Regions from separate parts of the Mus musculus genome. Here all the other regions are linked to region 1. A link is a contact called in public promoter capture Hi-C and targeted proximity ligation data. All regions are on one chromosome and are shown on one strand. The core of a region is the stretch at or near the end of the contact, and the rest is flanking DNA. Distances in the headings are between cores, read along the strand shown. Region 1 holds the start of Syt12 (synaptotagmin XII). Region 2 holds the start of Acy3 (aspartoacylase (aminoacylase) 3). Region 3 holds the start of Peli3 (pellino 3). Region 4 holds the start of Ctsf (cathepsin F). Region 5 holds the start of Rbm4 (RNA binding motif protein 4). Region 6 holds the start of Rad9a (RAD9 checkpoint clamp component A).

Evidence for each region. Promoter capture Hi-C pulls out the DNA fragments that hold promoters and counts their contacts. Capture Hi-C pulls out chosen DNA fragments and counts their contacts.
Region 2: a targeted proximity ligation map of pancreatic cancer cells shows a contact between it and region 1. A contact is called at or near these places in 1 of 39 promoter capture datasets (pre-B cells) and 1 of 130 datasets of targeted methods (pancreatic cancer cells).
Region 3: a contact with region 1 is called in a promoter capture Hi-C map of second pharyngeal arch cranial neural crest. A contact is called at or near these places in 9 of 39 promoter capture datasets (the C10 cell line, the HPC-7 cell line, HPC-7-derived erythroid cells and 7 more), 2 of 484 Hi-C or Micro-C datasets (embryonic stem cells and nephron progenitors), 2 of 130 datasets of targeted methods (embryonic midbrain and pancreatic cancer cells) and 1 of 9 other capture datasets (embryonic stem cells).
Region 4: a promoter capture Hi-C map of liver shows a contact between it and region 1, with 2.9 times the contacts expected there. A contact is called at or near these places in 10 of 39 promoter capture datasets (the 3T3-L1 cell line, the C10 cell line, the HPC-7 cell line and 6 more), 6 of 130 datasets of targeted methods (the NIH/3T3 cell line, craniofacial prominence, embryonic stem cells and 3 more) and 2 of 9 other capture datasets (liver and pancreatic islet).
Region 5: a promoter capture Hi-C map of neural stem cells shows a contact between it and region 1. A contact is called at or near these places in 3 of 39 promoter capture datasets (the SN4741 cell line, neural stem cells and second pharyngeal arch cranial neural crest), 3 of 130 datasets of targeted methods (the NIH/3T3 cell line, bone marrow-derived macrophages and embryonic forebrain) and 1 of 9 other capture datasets (adipose tissue).
Region 6: a promoter capture Hi-C map of pancreatic islet shows a contact between it and region 1. A contact is called at or near these places in 1 of 39 promoter capture datasets (liver), 1 of 130 datasets of targeted methods (pancreatic cancer cells) and 2 of 9 other capture datasets (liver and pancreatic islet).

The regions. Positions count from the first base shown.
Region 1 is chr19:4,475,743-4,478,782 of GRCm38.p6, reverse strand. It overlaps Syt12 (synaptotagmin XII), which reads left to right and starts at 1,640. Exons shown (of 8, transcript NM_134164.5): 1 at 1,640-1,848.
Region 2 is chr19:3,985,166-3,988,205 of GRCm38.p6, reverse strand. It overlaps Acy3 (aspartoacylase (aminoacylase) 3), which reads right to left and starts at 1,636. Exons shown (of 8, transcript NM_001302479.1): 1 at 1,595-1,636; 2 at 1,255-1,383; 3 at 901-1,155; 4 at 283-475; 5 at 1-68. The coding sequence starts at 1,136. Gm52386 (a long non-coding RNA gene) reads left to right here and starts at 2,445. Exons shown (of 3, transcript XR_003952881.1): 1 at 2,445-3,040.
Region 3 is chr19:4,941,507-4,944,546 of GRCm38.p6, reverse strand. It overlaps Peli3 (pellino 3), which reads left to right and starts at 1,455. Exons shown (of 7, transcript NM_172835.3): 1 at 1,455-1,609; 2 at 2,635-2,787. The coding sequence starts at 2,636.
Region 4 is chr19:4,853,600-4,856,639 of GRCm38.p6, reverse strand. Ctsf (cathepsin F) reads right to left here and starts at 1,475. Exons shown (of 14, transcript NM_019861.2): 1 at 1,154-1,475; 2 at 844-942; 3 at 486-570; 4 at 332-393; 5 at 53-128. The coding sequence starts at 1,372.
Region 5 is chr19:4,792,623-4,795,662 of GRCm38.p6, reverse strand. It overlaps Rbm4 (RNA binding motif protein 4), which reads left to right and starts at 1,654. Exons shown (of 4, transcript NM_001290122.1): 1 at 1,654-1,847; 2 at 2,843-3,040. The coding sequence starts at 2,854. Gm21992 (predicted gene 21992) reads left to right here. Exons shown (of 3, transcript NR_157185.1): 2 at 1,654-1,847.
Region 6 is chr19:4,200,018-4,203,057 of GRCm38.p6, reverse strand. It overlaps Rad9a (RAD9 checkpoint clamp component A), which reads left to right and starts at 1,455. Exons shown (of 11, transcript NM_011237.2): 1 at 1,455-1,575; 2 at 1,659-1,729; 3 at 2,001-2,129; 4 at 2,479-2,593; 5 at 2,687-2,786. The coding sequence starts at 1,542. It overlaps Gm30082 (a long non-coding RNA gene), which reads right to left and starts at 1,350. Exons shown (of 4, transcript XR_388289.3): 1 at 1,260-1,350; 2 at 820-931; 3 at 620-674; 4 at 1-520.

The DNA of each region.
Region 1 (3,040 bases), core at 391-2,890:
ACCCAGCTACATAAAGTAATTTTAAAAATTAAAAACGAGGGCTGGTGAGATGGCTCAGTGGGTAAGAGCACCCGACTGCTCTTCCAAAGGTCCGAAGTTCAAATCCCAGCAACCACATGGTGGCTCACAACCATCTGTAACGAGATCTGACTCCCTCTTCTGGAGTGTCTAAAGACAGCTACAGTATACTTACATATAATAAATAAATAAATCTTTAAAAAAAAAAAAAAAAGCGTGTGCCACCGCTGCCCAGGAAGCACTCTTAAAAAAAAAAAAAAAAAATTAAAAACGAAAATGGGTTCAGTCTTGCCAAAGCTATAAGTAGCCTTGAAGGTTAGTTAAATGGGAAATGGCACCAAATGTCCATGGTCCAATCCCTAGCTCCAAGACAGAACTCACTTCTTTTTCAGGTCCAGAAAATGATGGTGCCCCCTATAGGTGAGGGTGAAGTTGCAACCTCCCTTTGGTTTTCTGGACCAAGCTTGTCTGTCTGCTCTCCACACTACTCTCAGACAACCCAGCCTTTTGGTATTGGCTCTCCATGAGATTGTCAACTTCTCTCCCAGACTCCAGATCCTCCTGGAGGCCTAGTCAGGTGTCTTCCCAGCTCGCTGTTCTGGTCACTGTGTCCAGAACAGGTGCCCCGCCGCCCCCTCCTGAAGGGCAACACCCAGCCTCTCCTAATACCCGACTTATCTTCCTGCCAGACTGCGCGGGCAGGGAGGGGACCTGTCCCTTGTTCCCGGAAGATCGCCCACGCCTGGCACTGTGCCGAGAGCCTGGGTGAGAGCGTCATAAATATCTCCTGAATGATTCATTCATTCCTTGGAAGAGAAAGTATGACCCTTAAGAGGTTAAAAAAGAAAGTCAGGTGTGGTGGCACATGCCTTTAGTCCCAGCAATTGGGAGACAGAGGCTGATATCTCTGTGAGTTCGAGCAAGGCCAGCCTGATCTACTTAGTGATTTCCAGGACAGCTAGGGCTATAAAGTGATTCATTCTCCCATTCTCCCTCTCTCTCTCTCTAAAAAAAAAAAAAAAAAAAAAAAAAAAAAAAAAAAAAAAAAGACTTTGAAGTCATTTGGCCTTCATATCCACCCTGGGCCTTATCTCAAAAAAAATAAATAAATAAATGGAGTGGCCGCCGATGAGGTCATTGCAGAGATTACAAAAGATGATGTCGGTAAGTGACCTGGACTGGTATAGCGTACAATCACAACTCAATCATGGAAGGAAATATCAGCCATTCAGAGAAGGGAATACTGCTGGCTGCGCTGCTCGCTGGTCTGATTTTGTGAGTGTGTGTGTGTGTGTGTGACTCTCTTGAGTCCGTTTTACAGATAAAGAAACTGAGGCCTAGAAGGAGAACAACATAAAGGGAGTGGGGTGCGCCCCTGGTGAGCACAGGGTTCCCTACCCAACACATCCACAAGCCTGCGATCCCAGGGTCCAACTTGGCTGCCCCCCCCCCCCCCAGGACCCTCACGCGCTTGGGGATCTCCGACTAGATCCTCGCAGCGCTGCTCTGCTCCTTGGAGTAGAGAGAGCGCTCGGGGTTGTCACTTTAAATTCAAGAAGGAGCAGGCGAGCGGGCGGGCGAGCGCGAGGGAGCGCGCGGCGGGCTCCTGGGAGCGTGCCCGGACTGCGGCGCTGCTCCATTCGGCCGCCGGGCCCCGCGGAGCCCCCATCGGTGAGGCGAGGCTCCAGCAGGAGACGAGCGCCCCGCTACACTGCAGGGGTGGCGTAGCAGCGGGCGGCCGAGCGCCTGTGAGAGCCAACTGCGGGAGGCCAGCGTGGGAGCAGAGATAGAACCAGGAGTCGGACCCGCGTCCCCTCCGCGGAACCCCGGGTGAGTAGGCACCCTGGCCCCCACACAGAGCGCGGCAGGCACAAGCGCCCTGGGCATGGACGGGCGGACGCACTCAGTCCCTCTTCTTAAGCCCGAAACCCGGGGCCCCTCACACTCCGTACGTCTGCACCCCCGCGCTGCGCTGGCACACCAACGCGGGGCACAGAGCACGCCCGGCGCCCTTCCCCGGCCCAGCCACTCCGCGCACTGCGCATCGCCTGGCGCCAGCTCGCCCGGCCCCCATGTGCACACACGCGGTTCACCCGGCTGTTTACACACCTCCCCTGAGCTCGCACACCGCACACACCCCTCACCTTCACACTCAACACCTTGGCTGTCCTAACTGCCCCTGACCTTACATCCCGTTGGGGGTCCCTGGCCAGTGCCCCCTCCCAAAATTCCAGTGTGGTGTGAGGGTATGAGGATCTGCATCGTAGGGGGCGCGTCGCATCTCTTCTCCAGGAGGCCTACGGGAAGAACCTAAGGGTTCCTTGAGCTTCACTCGAAGCTGTGTATAGACGGGAGCTGAACATGGGGGCAGTAAACGGCATTGTAGGTGAAGGAGCCCTGAGCCTTTCTCTTTGGTGGGCATGGTGCTGCTAAAAGACTGTCTCGCCTTACAGTTGATGGGGACAAATCCGTTGAGAAGAACCTGGGAAACAAGCACCTGAGCTGTTTAGCCAGGGTGCAGAGTTTGCAGAGCCTCAGAAGTAGTCCTTATTAGAAACTAAGAAAGGCAAGGGAAGGAAACCCACCTAGGTGTTAACAATGCACCCAGTAAGGCCAGGACAATTACAATTATACACTCACCTCACCCCACCCCACCCCCAATCCCAACCCCAACCCCCATTTCCAGTCCTCTCTGAGCAATGTGAAATCTTTCTCAAGCAGCCCAGAAGAGTGGGACCTCCCAGCCTGGGGTCCAAACCTGGCTTCATCCTACTAAGTGCTTGCTAGTGACTTGGATGGGGCAAGTCACTTTTCACACCTTGAAGGGCTGGAGTCTCAGCTGCTAGGCCACCCCTCCCTACATTTCCAGGGCTGACAGGGAACCCTGGACTCTCTGGGGGCATTTCCTGAGCACAAGGCAAGTCCCCCCTGATACTATGCTGGCACATAGTAGGTGCCCAGTGTCAGCTGTCACCCACCCCCAGCCAGTCTGCACTGTGGTTCCTGCGGGTGTCTGGGGGAT
Region 2 (3,040 bases), core at 387-2,886, 490 kb after region 1:
ACGCTGAAGGTCTCCGTCCCAGCTGGCTCATACAGAAAGAGGCGGCAGGGCATCCCCGGGTTCTGCCGCTGTGGGGTGAGAGGCACCAGTCAGGACCCAGGCCTTCTTGAGGGGAAACTGAGGCACTGACGCTGGGAAGAGCAGTGTGCAGGAGGCACAGGGTCGTCCACCCTGCCCCACCTCTTTTCCTTGGTTGGAAGGTTAAGGCGAGCCTGGAGTACCTCAGGTGGCACTGGTCCCTCTGCCCCCTCCCCGCCCTCCTTCCTGCCCCCTAGGGACCACCTGTAGGTAGTGGCACAGGTGCAAGTTGAAGGAGATGTTGGATTCAGAGATGAGGCAGACTCCAGTGTTTGCTGTGGTGTTGTGCAGGTCTAGGGTAAAGTCAAAAGCCTGGCCTGTGCCCTTGGGACCCAGCAGCTGGTTCAACTCTCGGGCTCTTTTCACTTCATAGGGGTCATCAGGGGTAGCGGTGGAACTGTGGGGAAAGGAATGGGGGACATCAGTCCCCATCATCTCAGTCTCCCTTTCCTTGGCTAACTTCTCACCTTTGGTGGGGGAGGGGGGAGATTAGCTGGATGCCACCTCCTACAAGAAGCCTTCCCTGACTTCTCTTGGTCAGGCTGGATGCTCCATGTAGTCCCACCTTCACCCCAGTCTTTTTCTGTGCCTCCAGTAACCTGAAGCTGACATGTTGGTCCTGTTCCCCATGTATGTCTCACTTCAGCTGGTAAGAGTCTGGCCTACTGGGCAGACTTCCTGGAAGAGGTGACATTGATCTGGATCTCGCTAAACCATATGGTCATTGAGAAAAGACAGAGATGCCTTGCTAGCCACTGTGACCAGTCTGTAGGGATGCTAGTACCTGGCTGTGGACCGGCCAGCCTGGCTGAGGGTACTCACCCAAGGAAGGTGAGGGTGCAGGAGCGGTTGAGATCACGGTCCAGGTAACGGCAACAGGCAGCTGTGGCTGCTGGGTTGGCCAGAACCGGCATGGCTGAGAAGCTGGGTCTCTGCAGCTCCCCTGGGTTCTGTAGCCAGTACCGGGCCAGGTAGACACCACACATCTCATTCCCGTGGGTGCCTCCAGTCACAGCCACACGGAGCAGGGGCTCCCGGGACCCAGGTAGGGAGGACATCTCCCAGTGTGGGGAAGAACTGCACAAGAGATGTGGAATCTAAGTATCCAGAGCCTGAACAGTAGGGTGAGCTCCCCACAGAAGAGTCTGAGGCAGGGGGATGCCAACTGTGACCCACCTGTACCCAGAAGCCAAGTTCAAGACACCAGCAGCCAAATTTTTGTTCCCCCTTGCAACCTCAGTCCCTCTTCTGGAATGTTCTGAGGGTGAGTGTCGCTCTCCCCACTTTTCTCTCTGAGGACCTAAGCTGAGAAGGGGGACTCAGACATTCAGAAGGTCGACTGTTCCCACCCACACGACTGTCACCACAGAACTATTTTATAGATGGTAAAGCCAATGCCTAGCTTTCCAGGGGGAGAAGACTGTCACCCCCTAAGCTGTGCAGCAAGTGTCTGGATTTCAGGCCACCTCTGCACCCTCCTCTGAACTGGTCGGGAGCCTCTGCCAGAGCCTCTTACCTGCTGGTACGAGCCTGGGCTTCCCTAGGCCACAGGCCTAATGTGTCCACCCCCTAGGAGGCTGTATTTATAGGCCCGCAGGTCCCAGGCAGGAAGTGTTTGTTCCAAGTAGGCGGAGAACTGGAGGCGGGAGGCTGGGCTGGGAGCCAAGCAGCCAAAGTTCGCAGGGCCCCACCCCTATCCCCTAAGCTCCGCCCCCACTCCCATCAGCTTAATGGGTCCAGGTCTCTGGGGCAGGTTCCTGTCCTTGCCCTCTCCTCTTTCCCCCGGAAAAGGGACAGTTTTACTTGCAAGGGTCTCTGGGGACTTCTGCTGGAAGCTGCGCTTGCCCAGAGATTCCTGACTTGGAACCATGTCTCCCAGTCCTCAGAAAGGACTTGGCTTTGCACTGATGAGTACTGGTGGTCCACTGCTTGGTCCTTTAAGGGTAGACAAGGCCTGCCTGGTGTCCACTCCGATCCATGCAGAGAGGTGCTTTCCTTGAGGCTACTTAAGGCAGACAACAGTGGGCAGTGACTTGATTTTGGCCACAGCAGCCCTGTACTTTGGGGGCCACCGGAAAAGGAGTCCTCTTCCCTGCCACCTTCCCCTGCACCGGCCTGTCTTTGCAGCCCACAGCCACCTATTTAAAGCTGTGATCTATGAGGTTCAAATCTTACAGCTCACTGATGCTTCAAACAAAACCGCAAAATGTTTTGCCTGGTCTTTGTGATGGCCTTCAAGGACACTGTAACTGAAATGACTTTGTTTACTCTGCTTTGGAAAACAACCCTCAGGCCCAGTCTACAGATGTGGAAACTGAGGCTCAGCAGAGGAGCAAAGGGTACACTGAACACAGGGGACAGTTGGAACTGGAAGACAGAGTGATCCTTTCCATTCCCTGAGACCTCCGTGGGGGTCCTGGGGAAGTCCTGGTTCCCTGACCCTCAGCTGTCCCTCCTACTGAGCTCAGCTGTCCTCTGGCAGGAGGCAAGCACTGTTCAGAGGTCGCTGAGGAGAGAGGCAGTGAGCCATGCAGCCCACTGAACCATCGGATTAACTATGCCTACTGACTGCACTTGGCCTCCAAGGTCAGGCCTTGTGTTTCAGGATGTCCTGACATCCGGCAGGAACTAAATCACTCTCGCTGTAGGTCCAAGCTTACAAGACAGTTTGGACATTCTGGGTGGCAACCTTATCAGAGCTGCTTAGATCACACTCTAGCCTGAGTCTGCTCTCTTACCCTCCCCCACCCCATGGCACTGTCACTGTGGGGACAGTGGAGCCCTGTGGCTCACCTTTGTTCTCACGAGGCCTGCCAGCTGTCCTTTGGCGAAGAGCTGGAAGCGTGCAGTGTGGCCCTGGGCGCCCTTTCTGCAGTCTGAGGCGTCAGCGGAGAGAGGGTCGAGACCTTCCTAAAGCCTATGCAGAAGGCCATGAATCTTTTGTCAACAGCTCTTGGGGCTG
Region 3 (3,040 bases), core at 206-2,705, 470 kb before region 1:
TGGGTTTGGTAGTTGCACAACTGAGTCCATCTCTAGTTCATGGCAGCTTTCAAAGTCAGGAGTTCATCAGGTTTGGCGGCCCTTGCTTTTAACTCCAGCTTTTTGGAGGCTAGTCTGATGATGTACATGGTGAGCTCCAGGCCATTCAGGGGTATACAGTGAGACTCTCAAAACTAACAAACAAGCAAACAAAGTAAGGGGACTAGAGATGGCTCAGTGGCTAAGTGCAATGGCTGCTTGCTCTTTCAGAGAGCCTGGGTTTTTATTATTATTATTATTATTATTATTATTATTATTATTATTAGACAGGGTTTCTCTGTATAGTCCTGGCTGTCCTGTAACTCACTCTGTAGACCAGGCTGGCCTTGAACTCAGAAATCCGCCTGCCTCTGCCTCCCAAGTGCTGGGATTAAAGGCTTGCGCCACCACTGCCCAGCTCTGGGTTTGATACTTAGCACTGGCATGGTGGCTCACAACTGTTTGTAACTCCAGTCCCAGAGAATTCGAGTTTCTGGCCTCTGTTGGCACCAGGTAGGCATACAAGTGGTGCACAACCATACACGGAAGCAAAATACTCATATACATGAAAATAGATTTAATATAAAAAAAATAATGAGTCGTTCAAGGGCTGGAGATGTTGGTAAGTGGTAAAGTGTTTATCAAGGTGTATGAAGCCATGGGCCAGATCCTCTCTTGGTTCCTTTGTAGCAAGCCATTTCTGTAAATCTGTTTTGTGGCATCGGGGACAGGGGTGACAGGCCACAATTATCGTACCCGCCTTCCAAGGATTACAGGACTTAATTTGCCCAAATTCAACCCAGAGAGCCTGGTACTGACAGAAGAAAGCCTGTGGCCCTGAGGGACCGAGCACCCCAAAGTGGGCTTTCCTTTGAGGCTTTGCAAAGGATAGAAGCATGCTGTTGGGAGGGGAGGTCAGTGATTCATGTCTCTGGACACCAAGGAGGCCAGAGCTCACTGATTGTTGCACAGAGAGAAAGTGGTCGCGCTGAACTGAAAGACAGATCTGCACTCGAGACAACCGCAGTGGCTTTCCTCAGCCTCCACGGGTGATGCACCTTCCTCCGCCTCTTCTAGTAGTTTCCTTCCCTCTGTTTGCTCTGGGCTTCTCTGTAATTCCGAGATTTCCCCATAAAGGAGGCGGGGTCTTGGAGCAGCGGGTGGGCAGTCGCTAGTCTTAGGTTGGGAAAAGGAGCCTCTAGATTACTGTGTGAAAGGAGGCTCCGGTCTCGGGGAGAACCTAGAAGACCCCAGAATGAGGGTGAGGTGTCCGGAGCCTGGAATAAGAGAGGGGTCTTGTAGACAACCTCTTTGGCTTCCCAGACTACAGCCAGGCTTAAGCCGCAGGAGGCGGAGCCTCGGGGTAAGGTGGGGCCTCTAGGGGCGGAGCCGGGGCGGGGCGTGGGGCAAGGGGTGGGGCGTGGAGGTTTGTGTGCACATCCCTCCCTCCTCCGGGCCTCGGGTGTCCCCGTGACGAGGCTGCACCGAGCAGCCGCGGGCCGGGCCCATCCCGCCGCGGCAGTCCCGGGGCGCAGTAGAGGTGAGGCGGGTGGGGGCCAGCAGCACACAGAGAGCCCCAGAACGCCGCCAGGTGAGGCTGGCGAGGTGGGGGGCGGGGGGCTGTGTTGGGCGTGCGTTGGGGGCGTGTTTGAGTATCTGGGGGTGGCGGGGTTAAGAGAGCGGGTCTGAGGGCTGGCGCCTGTGGCTGTTAGCGCGGAGGCGCGTCTCTGCCGTAGGAGTTCTTGGGTATGCTGTGCCAGTCTAGGCACTGCCCGCGGGACTGACAGCGTGCGCGCGCGTATTTGTGAGGGGCCGCCTGGTGTGTATCTGCGTATGCTGTCATTGTGCCCTTCCCGAGCACGGGGTGCAGGCCTGCCTCTGCGCAGACCTTCCAACGTTGGGGCTGTTAACAGCCTGCGGGCGACTGACTCTGCTGCAGGAGGTGCCCGACTGGGGAGCGCCGCCCCCACAGGCCTCCAGAGACCTAAGCGGCCTGAGGACCACAGACAGACACCTGAGGGAGGGAGGGATCTGGAGGCCTGCCTGCATTGCCAGGCTAAGATAGGGAGACTGAGTCAGGTGGGTGGTAAGACAAAGGCAGACAGATAGAGGAAGGATAGAAGTAGGGACCGGAGTGGGGCGAGAACAGGCAGAAAAGGACGTGCTGGGAGGACAGAGAGTCATTGAGAACAGACAGACTGACAGAGGCCTAGACCTGCTGCAAAAAGGGCAATAAGATTAGAATGAAGACAGACACCCAAGAACCTGACAGAGAGCTTAACTGAGGTCTTGGGGTTAAGAGCTTAAGCCAGGAATTAAGTCTGAGTCTAGAGGTCTCTTAAGTCCTGGCTGCCCCTCTGCCAAACACATTCCATCCAAAGTTGGTATATTGCTCTAACCGACCAAACACTCTGACTCTGATTTTGCCATTTGTTTCTTGGTCTTGTCTCACCAGTCTCCCTCCTTGGTATCCCAGCAACCTCACCATTTGGGGGAAAGGAAGTAGTTATAATAACAAGTGTTGACGGACCATTCTTGCCTTGTGTCTAGCCAGAGCCTGAGAGGAGCTGGGGTGGGAAGTTGCAAGGTTCTTTTCTCTTCTCCCACTGTGCTCAGAATGGTGCTGGAAGGAAACCCTGACGTGGGATCCCCCCGGACCTCAGACCTCCAGCACCCGGGGAGCCAGGGCTCTTGCATCCTGTCTTGTCCTGGTGAAGAAGCACTGGCAGGCGAGGAGCCCATCAAGTATGGTGAACTCATCGTTCTGGGGTGAGCCTCCCTAGTCCAGGAGTGATGTGCTTGGGTAACTGTCCCTCAGGTCAGCCAAGATAACAGTGTGCACCGGCTGCTCTCCCAGGACTCTCTGCTTCTTGCCACTTTCCCAGAAGAAGAGCAAAAGTGATCAAACCCATTTCTGTTGTTTTGTTTTGGAGACAGGGTTTCTCATAGCCTTGGCCTGGAACTTGATGAGTAGACCAGGGTAGCCTTGAACTCGGAGATCCACCTGTCTCTGCCTCCCAAG
Region 4 (3,040 bases), core at 226-2,725, 380 kb before region 1:
GACGGGAGAAGGCCCAGGCCTGACGGAGACAGATGACAAGGCTGGGGCCTACCTTCCCTTGATTCATAAGTCCGGTTATAGGTGGTCATGAAGTCCTTGAAGAGTGGAGCCATCTTCACAGAGAAGTCCTAGGAAGGCGGAAGGATGTTCACTTACAAGTCCAGCCAGACCCCAGTGAGCTGACTGAGCTCTACCCTGGAGGACCAAGACAGGGAAGTCACTATGGGAAGAGGAAGTGAGGGGGAAGAGAGAGAAGGGGCGTGCAGAGAAAGAGAAGAGAAGGGAAAGAGGATTAAGGGGCCTTTGTCTCTCCTCGACACAGGGTCTTCACCTGGGGCAGGGGATCCTTGTCCAACAATGGAAGGAATGAGCTGAAAGTCGCATTTCTAAACTCTGGATAGGGTCGGAACAGAGAAGTAATTAAGGCTGGATTCTGACTCAAGTATGGTCTGGGCTCTCCCAGTCTCCTTGAGCAATCCCAGCACCTGTGACCTTGGCATTCACTGGGCTACAGTCCCTCCTCAGCAGCAAGTGTTCTTTTAGCTCTTCCAGGACTTCAAAACTGCAGAGCTGGAGGCATAGAAAGAAGACGGTCTTGGGACAGTTTGAAACAAGGTCCTGGCAAGAGCAGCTAGAAGTTCCTCAAAGGAGAGCCACATGGAAGGCAGTCATAACTTGGTGAAAGAGGGAGGCCAGCAGCAGACACCCAGCACCCCAACACCCACCCTTTCAGAGCATCTTGGTCTCTAACTTGGTATCTCAGGAGTAACCAATGCCTCGACAGGACCCACCATTCCAATTGTTTGCCAGCTAGGGCCAACAATAGCTGACCTCTTCACTCACCACTGTTTTCTTCGTCTCAGGCAGTGGGCACACCAGGGGATCATTGCAAGGTGGCTCCTCTAGTGTGGCTTCCAGGGAGAACAGAGAGCCCTGGCCGGCCTGGATGGAGAAGAAGTTGGGGCTGGCCCAGCCATCCCCTCCCCCTTTACTCCTCTTAGGAGACCATTGCCCATCTGTGCCTCCCTACCGGATACAGGTCTAAACAGGTCCTTCCCTCCCCTGTCCTGGCCATCATCCCAAATTTAAGCCAAACTCCACCTTGCACCATTCCTGGGCCCAGGCCCCGCGCCCGCTCCCCGCGCGTCCTCACCCGGCGGACGCGTCCGCGCACCGCTCCTAGCACGGCCCTTGTCCCCGCAGCACGGCCGTAATTGTACATGTCCAGCGCGAAGCGGGCGGGGGCCAGCAGCTCCTGGGACGACAAGTTCCAGGCCTGCTCGTCATCTGCCCAGGGCTTGGCGGGGACGGGGCTCAGGGCCACAGTCGAGAGCAGTGTCAGCAGCCACAGAAGCTGCAGTAGGGGCGCCATAGCGAGGTCGAAGCTGCTCGCCCGGATTCACTGACCCACAAACACACGGATCAAGAGACCCGAGGCGGAGCCTGCTGTCAGAGGCCACAGAGAGTTTCCCTACAACGTTGGAGAACGCCGGGGCGGCCAATGGGCACCGATTCCTGGCGCTTGCGCGCTCGCTTATTTACGCGAGGCACGTGGACCACGGGGTGCGGGATGCGGGGGGGGGTGGGTGGGGGGGTGGAGAGGGTGGAGTGAGGGGAGAGGACACTAGGTTGACAATAAAATAAGAATCTACGCCCTTTTCTATCTTACGCAGGAAAAGCCAGATCCTTTTAACCATGGCAGACCTGTGAGGTCAGTGCAGTCCCATTGCGTAGATAAAGAAAAAGAAGCTTACAGATGACTCTGATAAGAGGTGAACCCAAACAATTGGTTCCTCAGCCTGCCTTCACGGTGTGATCTCACCTTTGAGGCACCTATTGTCATTCACCAGACGGTCAGTAATATTATGGGTTGTGGGACCAGAGGATGTAGGTAGTTCAGTGGCTAGTGTTTGCCTAGCTCTCACAAATGCCCTGTGTACCATCCCCGAGCACGGAATAAACCTAGCCTGGTGAGGCACTCAGGAAGAGACAGAAAGTTCTGAAGTTCAAGGTCATTCTTGGATACCTAAGAGAATTTGAGCGTAGGCTACATGAGTCTGGCTGTTGTGAGGCTTAAAAGACATCTATATAATCAACAAAGCTGTGCAAAGGGTGGATCGTACCGTAAATCACTTAAAAGCACTGTGTTCCAGGACTGCCAAGGGACAGCGTCACAACTGAAAACAGAGGGTGGGAAAAAAATCTCCAAAGTGTAAAAATGTATGAGGGAATAACAAATTGAATCATAAACCAAGATGCATTCTCGTAAGCCTCTGCACACTTGGAGAGGGACCGGAAAGGAGGGTTTTTTATTATTGAAAGGGAAATGTCCATAAACTGCTTGGATACAAAAATCCATTGGTTTTGTATCGGAGAGGCAAAAATTATCCTCAGCTCATTGAAGGAGCTGTCGTATGTTATCTAAAGCGGTTAAAATCAGCCTTGTCACAGAAATCTTGTGTGTACGTGAGGAGTGTGCAGGGTATGTATATATGAAGGAGTTTTTTGAAGTCTTTAAGACAGTTCCCTTGGTTTGTTTGTCTTCAAAACAGGGCCTATGTAGACTGCTACATCCACTCCAGTAGTGACATGCATGACAGGCCAAAAGCCTGGATCTTGCCCAGGGCCTGCTTCTTTTGTACCACCCCGAGATTGGAGTTTCTGCCTTGTCCTGCTTCCCTATTACAACCTAAAGATTGAGGCTTGTTTCCTTGTCCTTGGCCAATGTCAGATTCCTGCCTAGCAGTACCCTATAGGTCTCTCCACAATGTATCCCATAAAGAATGCATCTACTGGGGCTGGAGAGATGGCTCGGGGGTTAAGAGCACGGACTGCTCTTCCAAAGGTCCTGAGTTCGATTCCCAGCAACCACGTGGTGGCTCACAACCATCTGAAATGAGATCTGGCTCCCTCTTCCGGAGTGTCTGAAGACGGCTACAGTGTACTTAATATAAATAAATAAATAAATAAATAAATAAATCTTAAAAAAAAAAAGAATCGTGCTTATCACTTTAAAAAAAAAGAATGCATCTACTGTATT
Region 5 (3,040 bases), core at 405-2,904, 320 kb before region 1:
ACACTATATAGGCCTGGCAAGCTTGGGACTTGCTGTATAGACCGTCTGGCATTTAACTCCAGCGGTGGTATTGTCTGGAGACTATTTCCACTTGGGGATTGGTCACAGGGTGAGGGCTGTCTGTCTGTCTGCACACTGTGGGGATAGTGGTTCCCTTGGCTTGTTAGCAGGCTCTTCCCCTTCAGACCGGGAGCCAGTCCAGTTTAGTGGAGTGAATTGGTCTTGTTTGCTACTGTAACCCCAACCTCCAGGAATTTTGGCATAAGAAAGATGATTAAACTGAGAGAAAATGATTTCTATACCCTATGCATTTCTGGGTGCATATTGAGATGTGGCTGTGCATTTTAGATCCCCTCTGAAAGGGCCTGTGCAGGACAGCAGAACTTGTATTACAGATCTCAGGTGGCTTTTACTCAGTCTCAGGTGCTGCAGAATGAAGCCATGGCCATATTTAATGTCATATTGTTACTTTTTAAGGGGCCTATTTCCTAGCCTTAAATTATAGACTAATTTTCTGCTATAGAATCCAGTAGCTTATTTTCTGTCTCTGCCTTTTGTTTGACTTTTTCTTTCTTTTGTGGCAGTTTTGGGAGGTAGTATGCTCTATTTGTTATTTTACTCCCAATCATCCTGTTCTCATGAAGTTCCCCCTGCTTTCTGCCTGTTCACCTTTAAGTTCTCCATTCAGCACCTTTCCCGGTTATCTCCATCTTAAGAAGCTGCGTTGCAGAGGGTCATGACTAAAGTTGCTTGCTCAATGAGTATGGGATTATGTGAAGCAGCCAGTGGGTGAGAAAAATGTGATGAGGGAATTTGGACCCTGTGAAGAATGTTCGTTTGTACTTGTTTACAGCTGATTGTCACAAGCCTTTTTTCCAAGGTCAGTTTTAGGGAATTTAAACTTAGTTTTGGCTAATGGAGCCCAATAAAACCAAACAAAATCAAAAATTGCTGTTCCCGTTTTTTGTTTTGTTTTTTGTTTCTTCTCTTGGCGGGGTGAAGTTGGGGTGGGATGGGGTGTCGATTTTCAATCTCTGTTTTTCACACCTTTTGGGGAGGTGGGAGGCTGTTTCCTAAAGGGAACCTTAACCCCTGTGTCTCCTACGTCTCTGACCACCCTATTGTCTGGGCCATTGAACTGTTATCGAAGCTGGATCCACTGACTGTTTTAGAGTTTTAAAATTACATAAAGATACTTATAATTTTGGTAACTTGAGACTCAGAAGGACTACATTGGAAAGTGGGGGTTGCTTTTTAAGTAGGGGCGGGAGCTTGGCTATCGCCGGGAGGTCTGGGTAGGTTGACTGATGCAATATCCACGTTGCGGGGCGTGGTGACGCTCAGCTAGGGACCGGTGCGGAATTGTGGTGACAGAACTTGAATTTTGTCAGGATGTGCACGTGTAAGTGACAAAATGTGAAAGCTTAACAAAGTTGGGAGCCACGAAGCTACAGGTTGCCCCACTGACGCACGGCACCTTGTTCATTCTGCCTAATGGCTGGCCGCGCTTTGAAGAATTCCGCGTTTCTAGCTCCACCTTCAGATGGACCTCTTGCCCAATCAGTGGCTTCAGTTTCACTAGGCTGGGTGCTCATTGGCTTTCATATAAAAGGTCCAGGTTACTGACGTTTCCACCTCTTCCTGGCCTCTCAGGTAATTGGCGTTCCGGGTAACCAATCAGGAAGAGGATCTCCGGGAACGCCAGCCTTTTACTTTACCGAACGGCCAATCCGGTGGGTAGGTTCACCCCTCTTTCTACCCAGAGTCACTGCTGTGGCCGCCGCCATTTTAGCGTTTTGTCAGAACCGTCCGCGCTGCAAGGAGGAGGACCTGCAGGTATCCATGCGGTGAGATACTCCACGTTCTTCCACTGTGTTCTTTTCTCTGTTAAAAAAACTTACCTGACTCCGGTGGGTGTCAGGGTTGGCATAGTGGGGTTGCGGTCTGCGCACCCGTCCCTGAGAGCCGACATCGGTCCTCGACTTAGTGCGGTAAGCCTGAAACAACCTTCCTCCAAGTCCTCGTTCTCTACTCCCGGAATAGCTTTCTTTTGTCCACCTTACCCTCTGCTTTGCTCAATCTTCTTTGGGGTTTCCACCTAGATAAATCTTAGATTTAGGCTGGAGAATCTGTCATGCCCTGGGCATTGTTGGCTTCCTCACCAAACTGTAGCACCAGTCTTTGACCAGTTCTTCTGTAGGAGCCTGTAATGACATGCCCCACCCCCACCCCCACCCCAGAGGACTCCTCCTACTCGGGCATTTTCTATATTTCCCTGCTTTTTATCTGGTTGATCCCGGAACTCACTACTCCGAGTGAAATTCCCACTTTTCCGGAAATGGTTGCTAAGAGAGGAAGAGCTAATTTGAAGTAATTATAATTAGCAAGTCTAGTAGTTAGAATCTTGTTTTCAAATGTCAAAGTGAGTAGCTCTCAGTACCTGTAGCATTTTTTTTATTTATGCTGAAAACTTAGAGCGTTATTCCTTTGTCTGGGGCAGGGGAAGTGTAACTCAGTGGCGGAATACTTGCCTATAATGTACCGTGCTGTAGGTTGGAGCCACACCGCAAAATCCCCTTTGTCTACAAAAGTCTGCCTTGTTACATTTTTCCTCTTTATAGAACTTCTTGTGAGAAATAGAAGCAGGCTCTTGTTGAACTCCACATTTGTTACTGATTGGAGATGTAAGAGCATGCCTGTAGGAGAAAACTTTTGGGACTATGTGCTAAAGTGAAAGGAGATGATGGGAGCCATTTATTTATTTGATTTTTTTTTTCCCTTTTTTTAACAGTTGCTATGGACTTGAGGTCTTCTCCTAAAAATCTTGTTTCTCTACTTGCAGGCTGTGTGGAGATGGTGAAGCTGTTCATTGGAAATCTGCCCCGGGAGGCCACAGAGCAGGAGATCCGCTCACTCTTCGAGCAGTACGGGAAGGTGCTGGAATGTGACATCATTAAGAATTATGGCTTTGTGCACATAGAGGACAAGACGGCCGCTGAGGATGCCATACGCAACCTGCACCACTACAAGCTGCACGGAG
Region 6 (3,040 bases), core at 206-2,705, 280 kb after region 1:
CTAGGGTTTTCTCTGCTGAGGGAACCTTTGCTGTTGAGCCCAGGAAGAGAAGTCAGCATGGGAGAAGCAGGCTACAGCCTTGGAAGCAGCCAGAGTGGCCGCTAAGAGCCTGGCAGGGCTATGGAGATAGGTGATCATGTGGGGTAGGAGACAGTGAAGACCTCTGTGGGACCTGGATCCTCAAAGTTCCTGATCAAGAGACTGGACTTTGCCAGGAGAGTTAAGCCCACCGGGGGGGGGGGGGGGGGCGGGTCACTGAGGACTGTGTCTGGACAGTGAAAGGAGGACAGTGGAGACAGAAGGAGGGCCACTTTGCCATCTGTTTGGGAAATGAAGCAGCCAGAATCCACCGAAGACGTGAGCAAGTGAGGAGGAGAGGATGCTGGTAATCCCCTAACTCCCAGTCTAACAGAGAACTGGACACCTCTGCGTTGTATGCAGCTTGCCTTGGATGTGGAAAGGGAAAGCCGCCTCCTCCCCGGAGGCTCTAGGAAAGAAGCACTTGGAGAGGGAGAGGAGCCTAGAAAAACAAAGAGGGGCTAGGTAACAAACACACCCTCCCCACTACCCACAGGCCCGCAGGGGGATGGGCAAGGGTTGCTCTAGGCATTTGAACTACCTCCCAGAGCAAGGTGAATGCGTCCCAGCTGAAAATCTTCATCCTTCCACACTGTCTGGGTAATTGGTAAAATGTACATAAACCAAACCCCGCGTAGTACTTAAGCCTTCCCAGGGCTTCCCAGTTCATCCCTTCAGCTCTGCCTCCCCACCCCTTACCGCACAAGGCTCGGGACACCCCATTCACCCATATTCGCCTACCCCCATTGTGCTTCTGCTTCTGCCCCTCCTTCTGACAAGTCCATCCTTCCACCCTTTTCTGTCCCAGAACCTTCTCATCTTTCCATGTATTTACGAAGGTCAGTGAAGGATCCTGAAAGCAAAATGAACAGCCCCTTCTCATCGCTCTTGAAGCGAGTTACGTTTTTTGAGGGGAGCTGGTGGTTGCTGCCACAACAGAATCCCCAGCCCAGATTGAGCGCGGACTATCTTGATTTGACCCTGTAACCCCACACACTAAAGTTAGCGACCCGGGAGGGTCTACACTTCCCACGTTAGGGCTCTGGTCCAGAGCTCGATCCTTGGTGCAGACACCTTGCTCCTCCATCTAGTATGCCCTTCACCTATGCCCAGTGCAGCCCAGTGGAGCTGCAGAGCTCTGCAGGGTGTGCAGGGCTCGGGTTCGGGTGGGAGAATCAGACCTGAGGAAGGACACAGGAGCAAGCCCTCCGCAGTCACGTGACCCGGGCCACACCCAATGAACCGACTAGATCACGTGACACCGAGCTTAGGAACGTTTTTCTCACGTGACGGAGAAACCCCGGGTGAACCAATAAGGAAGCGGAGGCCAGGCCGGCAGCGGGGAGGGGACGGTGCGCGGGAAGGGAACTTTAGGCAGTCGTAGTAGCTGCTGGGACTCATTATATGTCCTATCCCGTCCCGGTTCGTGTGCAAAACAAGCTCGATTTTTGTGCTTATGTACTATGAAGTGCCTGATCACCGGGGGCAACGTGAAGGGTAAGTTTGGACCTACCTTGCAGCAGACCACGTGAGCAAGCCCCAGGAGTCCCCCTAACCACTTTCTGTTCTCCTCCCCGCAGTGCTGGGCAAGGCTGTCCATTCGCTATCCCGAATCGGGGACGAGCTCTATCTGGAACCCTTGAAGGACGGGGTAAGGGACTGGGACGCAGGGATGGGGGCGGATTCAATGGTGAATGGGGAGCCTAGGCTTGGTGTTCATTCGGCCTTACAGGGATGGTGGACAGATATTCCGGCGCAGTTTATTATCTCTTGGGTTGTTCGGACATCGGCTTGGGCCCAGTCTTCTGAGGCTGCATGTCTATACAGAGGGTACTTGCTCTTCCTAGAACGCCTAGTGGCAGGCAAGGTGGGGCTAAAGTAACTTAAGGGAAAAGCAATTTTGCCTGCTTTTTGTGTCTCAGCTCTCCCTACGGACTGTGAACTCGTCCCGTTCTGCCTATGCCTGCTTCCTTTTTGCCCCACTCTTCTTCCAGCAGTACCAGGCGGCTTCCCCTGGTCAGGACCTGCTGCGCTGTAAGATCCTGATGAAGGTAAGGGCCACCTGAAGCAGCTCCACAGCTGTGCCTCTGTGCCAGGTACTCAGTAAATGATGAGTTTGACTAGGGAGTTAGTCTCATATGGGAGCTATTCCATGCAACATGCAGTGAGGTAAAGATGTTTAGACCGTAGAGGGCTATCTAAGATCTGTGGAGAGGGTGGTGACATTGGTCAAGAAAAGGTTAGTGGCCCTTCCCAGCAAAGAGACCAGCATGGGCAAGGCAGCATGGGAGTGTGCAGACACCACAGCTTTGTGGGGCCAGTGATGGGGCCAGGGCCTACATGGGATGTAGAGCTGGGCCGTGGAAGCAGTGTGCCAGACTGATGTCCTACCCTGCCCAGGCCTTCCTGTCCGTCTTCCGCTCTCTGGCAATTGTGGAGAAGTCTGTGGAGAAGTGCTGTATCTCCCTCAGTGGCAGCCACAGCCACCTGGTGGTCCAGCTCCACTGCAAGTATGGTGAGCAAGCGGCCTGCCCAAAGAGTTCCTCTGTGGGTGTGGAGGCAGTGGCAGTGGAGGTTGCCAAGCCCTGAGACCATTTCCCTTATCCAGGGGTCAAGAAGACACACAACCTCTCCTTCCAGGACTGTGAGTCCCTGCAGGCTGTCTTCGACCCAGCCTCATGCCCTCACTTATTGCGCACCCCAGCACGGTAAGCACCCCTGCTTCAAACTTCGCCTGAGTCTCTCCTACCTTTAGGGCTTTAATGTCATTCTAGGAATGCTCCATTTTCAGCAGGCCTGGCTAGCCTATGCCTGTCATCGTAGCAGTTCTTAGATTGAGGTGGGAGGATCAGAAGTTTCTAGGAAACTTCACTGGGAAGGCCATTGAGTTTCTAGGTAGCCTAAGCAGTGAGACTCTTTCTCAAAAAAAGGGTGCATGTGCTGGCGAGATAACTCAGTAAAA